Linked DNA regions of Bactrocera dorsalis: region 2 is linked to region 1. A link is a contact called in public Hi-C data. All regions are on one chromosome and are shown on one strand. Each heading gives the region's core, a stretch centred on a gene start, on an enhancer-like site or on the middle of the called end of the contact. The rest is flanking DNA. Distances are from core to core; before and after follow the strand shown.

The links. A called contact is a pair of places that touch in the nucleus more often than the background predicts.
Region 2: a contact with region 1 is called in a Hi-C map of whole body, with 2.0 times the contacts expected there. The contact joins two enhancer-like sites. A contact is called at or near these places in 2 of 2 Hi-C or Micro-C datasets (both in whole body).

Annotation. Positions count from the first base shown.
Region 1 is chr4:13,527,198-13,533,015 of ASM2337382v1, forward strand. The region is part of intron 3 of LOC105233761 (rho GTPase-activating protein Graf); the gene reads right to left. Among protein-coding and RNA genes, the nearest start is that of LOC105234232, 58 kb to the left of the region's middle. Within about 2 kb of position 2,549, the one cell type or tissue checked has open chromatin away from gene starts, as enhancers often do.
Region 2 is chr4:13,640,394-13,647,025 of ASM2337382v1, forward strand. All of the region lies in intron 3 of LOC105233761 (rho GTPase-activating protein Graf), which reads right to left. Among protein-coding and RNA genes, the nearest start is that of LOC105233761, 20 kb to the right of the region's middle. Within about 2 kb of position 4,523, the one cell type or tissue checked has open chromatin away from gene starts, as enhancers often do.

The sequences.
Region 1 (5,818 bases), core at 1,299-3,798:
TCAAACGTACCGTCAGGCAGGAGGGAAGTCGGATGATCTGGTGGTGTTTTTCCGATCATAGTGTTGGACATTTGACCTTGATTGATGGAAATATTTACGCCATTAAATACCAACAGATCTTACAGGAAAACCTGGTCCCTTCAATTGAAGAGCACTTTTTCTATATGGACAACATAATTTTTCAGAATGATTCTGCGCCATGCCATCGAGCCAAATCGGTAAGTAACATTTTTTTATATTGCATAACCTTAATAACATTTCATTTTTAGAAAGACATGGTTAATAAACATTTTTATTTTTTTCAGATAAAAAAATATTTAGCAAAATTGGGTGCAGACTGTGAACAGTCCTGATATAAACCCCATAGAAAACCTTTGGAACATCATGAAAGCGCAGATAACCAAGAAGAGACTTAGACATTGCCAGACCTTGACGAATAATTGAAGAGATTCACTTGAATGAAGTAAATTAGATTAAAAAAATTATTTGCATTAGAATCTTAATAGCACTTCAATATTTATAGCGATACTATAGTTAATATACATACATACATATGTATATACATTAGGGTGATTCAAAAAATTTTTTTTATTTTTTTTTCAATTGGTACTCGCAAAAATAGGTTCCTAGACACCTCTAAGAAAGCCTCTCCAAATATGAGATTTTAATTGTAACGGGAAGGTCCTCCGCCTAACGGTTTTCTATTTTTTCTTATTATCAGATAGAAAAATTTATATCTCGCTTCCAACTACTTGAAAAAATATCTTGTTAATTAGGTTTTGTAGGAAATTGAATGCTCTAAAATATGGTCTCTTATGATTTTTTCGTAAACCCAACCGTTTAAAAGATATTAACAGTTAAAATTTGATGATTTTTGGGAAAAATTTTTATTTCTTAATAATTTTATAACTCAATGAAAAAAAATTATTATGAATGATGAAACTCATAGTTTTGTAGGAAATTTACTGCTCTATAAAAATGGTCTACTGTAATTTTTCGATAAAGTTAAGCGTTTACGAGATATTCATCGTCAAAAATCAGTGCATATTAGGGTGGATCAAAAAAAATAAATTTTTTTTTTCGTTTGGTACTCTGAAAAATAGGTTCCTAAGCACCTCTAAGTTAGCCTCTCCAAAAACCTATTCGTAATAATTTTTTTTCATTGAGTTATAAAATTATTAAGAAATAAAGAATTTTTCCAAAAATCATCAAATTTCAACCGTTAATATCTTTTAAACGGTTGGGTTTACGAAAAAATCATAGGAGACCATATTTTAGAGCATTCAATTTCCTACAAAACCAAATAACAAGATACTTTTTCAAGTAGTTGGAAGCGAGATATAAATTTTTCTATCTGATAATAAGAAAAAATAGAAAACCGTTAGGCGGAGGACCTTCCCGTTACAATTAAAAACTCATATTTGGAGAGGCTTTCTTAGAGGTGTCTAGGAACCCATTTTTCCGAGTACCAATCAAAAAAAACAAAATTTTTTTTTTTGAATCACCTTAATATACATATAAAAATGTATATACTCATAGCAAATCTATAGAAATGGCAACTTTTATTAGAAATTTTACTGCAAAATAATTCTCTTAAAAATTGCCAACCTCTACACTACTATTATTACCGACTGACTACACATAATGGAAATAATTATATGAGGCCTAGAAGTAATTACGCGCATGCGCAATCAGTAGGCAAAAAAGAAATGAGGGGAATATGACATGCTTGGATTTCGCAAAAACTCGAGATCGCCTGCAATATAAATACATACATAGTATGTGTATGCGAAACAGGGTGCTTCAACATATGTATGTGTTTCTAGAGGATGATAAGTTAAAAGTAACACTAAGTTAGTTTAGGTTAGTTATGCAATTCTTTTTCAAGCAAATTCCTTTGTAACGATCTGGAAAAATAATTTTCTGAGAACGATTTTGTACATTTGCCGACTAAACCATATCCCTTAAGAAGTTTAGCTGCTCGTACAGTTTGGTTTATTTTTCGTTAGGAGATCTAGATAAGACGCTAAACTATGTGGAAGAACCAAAGTGGAAAAAATATCATTTGAGTTAAAGATCTTCAATCTTCATTTTTTGTGCTGCGGAGCGGTGCAACTCTTCATTAAGAGCTCAAGGTTATGCCAATGAACTGATCTTTCAATCTTAGTATTAAACGATATTGTATATTTCTCGATACTGCTTTCAACCAATACTTTCACGAAAACAATTGAGTTACTTTTTAACGAAAAATAAGATTTTTCTTGAAAAAAGTTGTGTGTTTCTAGCAACTCTTCTGAAAAAGTGTGTTTAAAAATCACTTTATGAGCTGGAAAAAAGTCTAGTACAAGTCATATGTTGTGGCGTACGGTAAATATACCCAAAACTAGTCCATAATTTGGCTCCGGAACTTGACGAGGGAATGAGTTGAGTTTGTTTTTGTTGCAAAAATATTGAGAATTAAAAAACAAAGTGGTTTAGCACACCCTGTATATGACGAATCACCGCTTGTGTCTTATATGGCAAGCAAGCATTTTATTCGCGGCAAAGAAAGTCTCTCGGCTCGCAGAGTAATGAAAAGCAACAGCGGACGGACAAGCAGCGTAGAACCTACTTACGCGATTACATATGAGCGCATACACATGTCTATAAACAAACATAAATGTAGAGAAAGAAGAAAAAACAGCATCATATATGTATGTATGATGTATATTTGTAAGCATTGCGCACAAAGCGCTGTGTCACGGGGTAGCGCACAGCAGCTGAGCGGCGGTGCGACGGCGGTCCAGGTGAGATTGTTTTGCTGACCTAATTTGGTAGGTTGCGCTTTCAAGCTGTTCTTGATTGCGGCGCTTTTTACCTACAAATCTGCTTTTTATTTCCTTTCATAATTTGTTTTTTAGTTTTTTCTCATTCTTCTTTTATTACTTTTATCGCTGCTGTGCTTTGTGTTGAGATGCTGTTCTTGTGAAATCGGCAATAAAACGCTTAAACAAAACCTTTGCTTATCTTATGTGGTGTTATGCGACGTGTTGTTGTTGTCGTTTTATTTTGTTTTTGTTGTAGTAGTCATTTTATTTTGTTTTTGTTGTTGTTAAAAGCTAATCGTGCGTTGATCTCGTCGTCATGCAGAAGCCGCGGGTCACAACACTTTAATGCGCGAAATCGACGAAGCAAATGAGTAAAAGAAAATGTAGAAGCACAAGAGAGAGACAACCAGAAAACGAAACAAAAGCAGTAAGGTAGCGCTAAGTTCGGGTGTAATCGCACGTTCACATCATTAGCAGAAATAGATGATCAATGAGTTTTATTGAGATACCTGAGAGACTGACCAATATAGAATATAAGTTTACAGAACAGTCGTGTTTGCGTAAAGGGAACGGACCCGCATTTTTATCCGACCAAGGCAAGCTGTTATCAAAAAAATATTCTCTCCGAATTTCCATAATACGAGGTATGACAATTAAGTAATGAGACGGATTCCATAAAATCCGTATATTTGAAAATTATTCTACAACTCTGCCATCCCCTTCAAAGTACTGCCCTTGGGTAGCTATATACCGATTCCAGCGCGTTTTCCATGCTTCGTAACATTTCTGGAACGCTTCGACTGGGATGTCCGCGAGTACCCTCATCACGGCCGCCTGGATGTCCATAATCGACTCAAAATGGATTCCTTTGACCATCGATTTTGTTTTAGGAAACAAAAAAAGTCACTGGGTGACATGTCGGGCGAATAAGGCGGCTGTTGCAACACGGTGATCCCTTTAGAGATCAAATACTGGGACTTGCTGAGGGCGGTGTGGCACGGCGCATTGTCGTGATGAAGGATCCAGTTACGAGCGATGTCTGGGCGCACCCTGTTGACTCGTTTTTGCAATCTTTCGAGTACTTGGCAATAGTAGACTGGATTCACAGTTTTCCCCGGTGGAACGAATTCTTTGTGGACGATTCCACGGCCAACAAAAAAGGCAATAATCATGGTTTTCACCTTCGACTTGCTCATGCGAGCTTTTTTCGGTCGGGGGCGCGCAGAGACAACCATTGTGAGCTTTGGTGTTTGGTTTCCGGGTCTAAGAGCACTATCGCCATACACTCTTACAATTTTAGCGTACGTTTCCGAAGCTGTTTAGCTGTTCAAGGTCACAGGTTTACCACAAGCGCGGCAATCAAATCAGTCTCATTACTTAATTGTCAAACGTCGTAGATACCACACTGACCAAAAACAGTCTGACCATATTTAGGGTCCACATATTTGGTATATGGGGCCTTGTAAAGTTACCGTTCGATTTCGAAAAATTGTAGGCGTAAGATGGATCCTAAAAGGCAATAATTGTTCAAGATTTAATATAAATATGGTCAGTCATGAACTCTCGATTTATAACATGAGAAAATCAGATTGAATTTAAATTTTTATATATGAAAAGTAGACGTGTTTGAAGTCCGATTTTCACTAAGTGTATTAGGCACATCTAGAGAATTTTATATATCAAATTCGTCGAGTAGTTCCCAAAATACAGAATTTCGCCCATTTTCTAACTTGGATACCGTGTCCTATGAAATCCTCTCGCATCGAATATGAACATGGGAAATTTGGCCACCATAGATTTCGCTCTCTACTGGCAGTTTTAGGTATTCAAAAAACCATTAGAAGGCCAGTGCTGAAGCCTATAAAAATGGTCAAAAGTTACAAAAAATGATAGTAGCTTGAGCCCATAGGAAAAGAACGATTTTTTACATATATTTTTAGGTTATTAGAAAAGGGTGTCAATACAAAAGTTGTAGATCTTTTTATTACCTACAACTTTGCCGCTGAACTTTTTTCAATATGTCTTGAAGTTTTTCCGGAAATCAACTTAAACTGTTTTTAACCTTAAAAATTCAACGATCCGCTCTCCAACCTCTTCTAGAGCCAAGAGTGCACGTAAACTATTTTCTTCTAATTTTTTGTTGATTTATTTTCCTTTTCCAATGTATTTCATCCAACAATGATTTTATCTGCATTCAAAATTTATCGACCCTGGTCTATTGTTGAACAAAACTATAATACTCCGCAGCAACATGTGGCGAGAGTATAAGAAATTCAATATTATCAAACAGAGAAGAAAAAAGAAATTCACACAACCGCCGCATTTTCGCCGCTGCCTACAAATTGAGCTTATTAATTGAACGACGCACGCACCTTTGACTCACGCATCGCAGCTGACAGCTGCGGCTTCCACAATTTTCAATCACAACAACACAAATCGGCTGCTTGATCGACGCACAACTTTCTTTTGATCAGATCACCAAGTCATCGCTTTATTGCCGCATAATTAAGTCTGACAGCGCCAAAGCGTTTGTAAGAAGCTTTTAAGTGAAAGTTTTGCTGAGCTTTCATGCGCTGAGCTCATGAATGACAATTCAGCAGCGCTGAAAGCGTCAATAAACGCTCTATAATGAGCCGATAAGCGTCACACAAATGCAAATGCGAATCACCTGTCATTTCTATAAGGAATTCTTTGGCGATTCTTATGCTAATGTAAAATGTGTGAATACCATATTTATAGTGGTAAGCTTATACATAGATATCTCTAAAGCTCCATATGTTCATGCATACATACATATGTATATGAACACTTGTTGCCATATCTGCCTGTTGATCGCTTAATTTGATTTGCTTTGTAAACTTGTACGTGTTTTCCACCACATTCTCTAGTTTCTCACTTAAAATTCTCCACAGCAAAAGTATTCAAGGTCACTTTTTACAAGCACTACGGTAATTAAGTCGTAGACAAAAACCACAATATCAACACGAACAATACAAATAAATACATAAATT
Region 2 (6,632 bases), core at 3,273-5,772, 120 kb after region 1:
GATCTTACAAATCAAAGTAAATATGGAAATAAATATGTCAGCCAAACAGAAAAGTAAACAGATAGAGAAATATGGAACTGAATGACAACATAATGCAAAAACAAATAGCTCAAGTCGAGGCGGCAATGCTACAATAATGTCAACAACAGCAACAACAAAACGTCAGCGATAATCCAAACATCGATCTCATGAGACAGCGATCGATCAGCGCGCAGCACAAGTGCGTTCGGCATTTTACAGCGCTAGAAAATCCGGTTCTGGCATGCTAATGCTAATGTTTGCGCATTCTTCTTTATATGGCTAATTTATTTATTTACTTTTATCTTTTTTCGAAAAAAATGCTTTTGTTTGTTTTTTTGTTAGATATTTTTCGTTTGCTGCGCGGTTTGTCAGCGTGTTTATTTTGGTAAGCGATCTTTCGTTGCAGCGCTGAGCAGGTACACCCTACGGCAGTTGAGCGAAGCAATACGAGCCTGCACTGGCACTCGTTGAATTTTACAGAAAACTAAAAAAAAAAAAATATTAAACAAAAAACACTACCGACTGCCGCACACACATACGCACCTACGGCTTACTCGCTGTCTCAAACTTGTTTCGGCCGACGCCGTGTCCAGTCAACTCGCTGCGCTGCATGTGCGCTCGGCGGCTGACGAGTCATTAACGAGCTATGATTCATTACCACTTTTTGCTTAACTGTTTTAGCGTCAAATTCAAATTTATAAGCATTAAATTTTTGTTGTAGTGGCGTTTCGAATTTTCGGCAAACCTTGAATTAGTCGGTCAATTGGTTGCGTTTGGTCATTTAACATTTCGGAAATGGAAAAACGCCACAAAATGTGTGGATCGCCGCATATAGTTTAACGAAAAACTGGAAAAAAAAGTAAAAGTTGCAAGACTCATTAAAACGTCGCCAAAACAGATTGTAATTACCGGCGCTGACAAAACGAGCACCAATTTTGGTGGCAAAAATTTAATCTGCATGGAAAGGCGTCATATTCAAAATTTAACCAACAGAGAGATCTAACACCAAAATATAACGGCGTTTGATAAGACAAAAGATTTGTCTGAGCGCCATTCACTTGGGAGTGGCTAGAAACGATTATTTTGGATATGGCTCAAGCAGCTCACGATTTTCGGTCTTAAACCAAGCATACTCTGAGTAGCCAAAAAACATTGGTTTGAAGGCGAACTATGATGAGAAGGCGAACTATAATGAGCAAGCGAAGCATCCCCTCCGCCGGGTTGTGCGCTGGGTTTGGAACCCGCCACGTAAAAAAAAAACACTCCCAATGAAAATATTAAAACTGCCTCCGACGGCTATAACCGCGTAAACGGTAACTGCGACAATAAAAAAAGCGTGAGATTCCAAGGTATTGAGGTATTTTTTTGGATTTTTTGGTTAACGGAACACATAATGCAGTCGGAGCTCGGAATATATCCAATGCAACTCACACTGGAGCTATAAGATCTCTGATCGTTACCATGAAATCAGTGTTAAAGAGTGCTAACTGCAGTTTTTATCTAAAATTGTATTCGTTTTGTAGTTTATAAATGGTACACATAACATCGACTGAGTCGATTTAAAAAAATTTATTGAACAGCGCTACCAGTGCGATTTCCAAGCATTGAAGGCGTCACGGAAGGCTTTCTCCGGAATCCTTGAGAGCCGAGGTGCATGCTGCTTTGATCCCCTTTCGTCGACCTTTTCAGCTAATGAAACAAAAATAAATCCGGGGCCACATCTGGACTGTAGGGCGGCTGCGGAAGCATTAGGATGCCAACCTTGGTTAGGTAGCTGTTCACAAGAAAGGCGGTGTAAGCCGGGGCGTTGTCGTCGTGCAACTACCAATCGGCTGCGATGTCTTTTCGGAACCGATTGACCCTTCCATTGAGTCTCTTGGGAACTTCCACGTAAAACTTGGCTTTGACTGTTTGCCCAGGAGAAGCAAATTCATGGTGGACGATGCCTTTGATGTTTCACTTTGGATTTGCTCATTCATCAGCGACCTCTTCCCGGCCCTCCAAAAAGACCTGGTGCCACCGAAACACAGCTTTTCTTGCTAAAGCAACATCTGGGTAAGCCTGCTTGATCACATCCAACGTCTCTGTCGCAGATTTACCGAGTTTCACACAGAATTTAATCGCGTACCTATGCTCTAACGAACGTTGCATTTTCGGCTTGCACCATTCACAGAAACACGTTGAAATACGAAACATGTTTGTCCGACTCTCCAGGTGCTTGGACCAACCGCGCGTTCGTTAGCTAGGAACGCCTTCAACCGGATTCAATCGGTGCGCGCACACTCCGAAGTACAGTCGTGGCGGAAGAAAGCAGTCCTGTTACTTTCCGGACAAACCCTGTATGATCTAAGAACTTTGCACTCTTCCAGCCTGTAAGTAATATTTCATATAGTTAAGAGTAATGAACGATAGGTTATAGCTATGAATTATTATTTAGTTTGGTTAAGATATAGGTCTCTTTTAATTGAAGTATCTCAATAAGAGTGCACGAGAATGCGGTAATGATATGCATTCAATGAAAACATAGAAAAAATTACACGATTTGGGTTTCGAATTGATACTCACGTCACCATATGCTGTGGAACTCATGACCAACAACTTTTTTCAGTTCTCAGACCTAGGAAGAATGCTCGCTGATAAGACGTTTACACAATGACATAGTGATTGACGAGACAGAGGTGTATTATCATTCACACATTAAACAGTTTCCATAAAAGAGCTTGATTTTGTTCGACCAGTTTGTAGGAGAGCTTTGTGGCTCGATCTCAACAATTTGCTCGACGATTGTACTGTTGACTTGGACAATGATCAATCAGTTAATATGACAGCTGTATGTTATAGTGATGAAATCGGAATAATTTGTTCGAATATAGCATTGTTACTTTAGGCAATAATCGGTGTCAAATTTCGGAGAGATCTTTTCCATACAAGAACTTTACTTTGGTCGTTCAGTTTGTTTGGCAGTTAATATGGGCCGATATTGGCGATTCTGGCTTCTTGATGAGAAAAAGACGTGTGCAAAATTTCAGATTGATATCTCAAAAACCATACAAACAGACGAACATAGCTCAGCTCGTCTTGCTGATCATACAATTTTTCTTAGATTTTTAAATAAAATAAAAAAATAATAATTTAATAGTACTATGAAAGAGTAGAGGCAATCCGCATAAGTTAACTGAACGATTCTCGAATACCCAGGCACTTTATTGTGGAAACTAACAGACATTTGAGAGCTCCATGGAGTTAGTTTCAGTGACAAGGAATATGAAGATGCCTGAAAAATAATGTGCTCAAGGCATGAGCGATGATGAAAACCCATTCTAAATTGATAAGCACTGTAAGGCTCGCTTATAGTTCGCCAAAAATATTAGCATTTCGCCAAGTTAATTGGTCCGTTAAAACCAAAGCTAATTAAATGGGATCAGATGGACTCTCATGGTTATGTGCTGACAAATCGGTTGGTGCAAAGGATAGCAACATATGTCAAATAAAGAGATTTGGAGCTGCATTACTGGAGGCTTTGGGATGATGTGGGGTGTACTTCGACGGATCGATGGTTTAATGCGTGCCACAGATTATAGTGATGTGCCGGAGAACTCATAGCTTCCAAGCCTGTATATAATCGCACTCGAACGAAGACAAGGAGATATTTTCATGTGGGATAACAATCTGAAACACACCGCAAATATCACCAAATCGTGATTTTGGGATAGGAGGGATCAAACTGCTCAACTGCTTTTGTATTTCTCATATTCATAGCGTCTAATAATCTAATAATTCTAAGTAAGAGAAAGATTGGTATTTTCGTGAACAGTGTTACAAACGTTGTTGGCAAAGACAGCACAGCCTGTTCAGGGTACGATTATGAATAATAAAAATGACATTTAAAAAAGGTACCGCTTTTAAAGGGCTCGAAACGTTAGGCAGCATATAATACCGAATGATTTTCATATGCTAAATAATAATTTTTCGCACCCAAACTCATTTTACACACACTGTCAAAATAATTGCCGTAATTTTCCACAACGTATAGTCATCATAAAAGTGGCCACATACACACCCAAACATAATATATTATATATTATCATATTATGTATGTGTGTGTCTGACTAAAATTCGCAATCGAATGTGAAAAACTATCGATTATAAATTTTCCGCAAGCTTTCAACTGGCGGTAATAATTTGTAGTATTTGTTGTAGCAAAAAAAAAGCAGAAGGCAATGAAAAAATGAGAAACAGAGTAAAAGCAGCAGTAAAAGCAGTTGTGAGTCAGTGTATTGTGGAGAAATCGGTTATCAGCAGTGAAAAACAACAATAGCAAGCACACAGCAGCTTCGTACGCCCTTTTTATCAACGCAACGGCTTTATGTACACACATGCACACATACATATGTATATTTGTGTGTCACAGTGTTTGCCTTTGATAGCCGCATATGAGTGTGTTAAGCGAAAAGTTACGCCAAATCGGCGCTTTATAAATATTACAAACTAATGGGGCCCGCATTTGCTCGCCAATTTCACACTTGTTGTTGCCGACGCGATATCTTCCTCTGCCCTTTGCTGTTTTTACTCTGTAGCTGCTGTTTACATATTATCTGGTTTTACTTGCGCTTTGTTTGCCGTATTATTTTTATCTGCGGTATTTATTTGTTTGCTCCATGAAGCACTTGTTTGTGTGTGTTTAATCAGCGAGTCAACGGGTAATATACCAAAAGCCAAGGTACAACCGATAATATAACGCATTTAGTAAGTTTTATTTGCAATTAATTCTCCAAATCATGTGCACAAAGCGCTTGTTGCTGTTGTTGTATTGACTTGCTGAAGTACAGGGTGTATAATTCGATGCGTGTTTGTATATGTGTGCCTGTAAGAGCATACAGGTGTGCCGCGTATTGAGTATTTATCATGCAATGTATGTATGTATGTACATATGTAAATACAATATACATATGTATATGGCATGTATGTATGCGTGTGTATATATTTACGTTTTCTTAAATGTTAATCTCATGACCTTAAACCTGTTTTGAAGCGGTAAATGAAAATGAAATCGACTAGCGAATGACTGGTAAGGTTCGTATATGTATACATACATATGTATGTATGTATGCGTATGTTGTAATGAAGTAAAATTGGCACGCAGTGTTTTTTAATATTTTCGTTTTGCTAAATGAAAATAAATTACATTTTTTTCACATACATAATTATATTTTCGTAAAAAAAATAAGAAAAAATAAAAAAATAAATAAAAAAAATTAAAAAACTAAATAAATAAATAAAAAAAATATTTAAAAAAATTTAAAAAATAAATAAATAAAAAAATTAAAAAAATAAATAAATAAAAAAAATAAAAATTTAAAAAATAAAAAAAATAATTAAAAAAAAAAAATAAATAAACAAATAATTAAAAAATAAAAACAAAAAAAATTTAACTGCAACTCCCTTCAGAGGTGCCTTTATAGCATAAACGAACTTAAAAAAATATTTACTCTGATTTTAATCGATCAATTTGTATGGCAGCTATGTGTTATAGTAGTCCGATCTGAACAATTTATGAGGAGATTATAAATAGCATTACCATAGATAATAATATATGCCGAATTTCATGAAGATAACTTGAGAAATAAAACAGTTTTGCTCACAAAAACTTGATGCCGTTCGTTCAGTTTGTATGGCAGTTATATGATATAGTAGTTCGATCTACACAATTTCTTCGGAGATCGTAACAACGCCTTGGATAATGATCTCTGCCAAATTTCTTAAAGATATCTAGTCAAGTGAAAAAGTTTCTCATACAAGAACTTGATAGAGATCGTTCAGTTTGTATGAGAGCTACATGATATAGTAGTCCGATTTCGGCGGTTCCGAAAAATGAGCAGCTTCTTGATGAAAAAAGCACGCATGAGAAATTTTTCCTTGTTTTTTATTTATTTTTTGCCGTTAGTTTCATAAATACTTTTATAATCTATATATAATATATATATAGATTATATACTTTTATAATCTTTAGATCGCCGAAAAATTAGTGCAAATATTGTTTCATTTTTGTGTTATTTTTGTTTTACTTAGATTATATTGATATCCTGCAATAATATTTTCTTATTCCACAATTTTTATCCTCCATCTTTTAAGGTAGATAATTCCAAACGAACACGAAATAAATGACTACAGTGGTGACACTTAGGGGTTGAAAATAAAAAACTTGACAATAAACTACAAATGCATTTACCGCTATCTATACACTGATATAACATATATGTATATATGTATACGTATGTATTATATATACAAATATTAAATCAAATATTTAACAATTCTAAGGTATTAAGCTGTAGAGAATGTAGTAAGCTCACTTTTCCTCTGCCCACTGAAACTTTGTCAACGAAAAATCGATCGATCGCACAGAACCTGATAGCTGAATACCTTATAAGTACAGTTATTTATTGCGTGTGACAAGTGTTTAACCAAATAAAGTGTTTGAGTGTGTACTTGACTTTCGGGCATTAATAACAGGTGGTGAGTGGGGTGGAGGCGAAATTGGTAAGGCAGTAAATACTTCTGGAATTGGTTGGTTTGACTTAGAAGTTGGGGCTTCTGATAAGAATTTATAA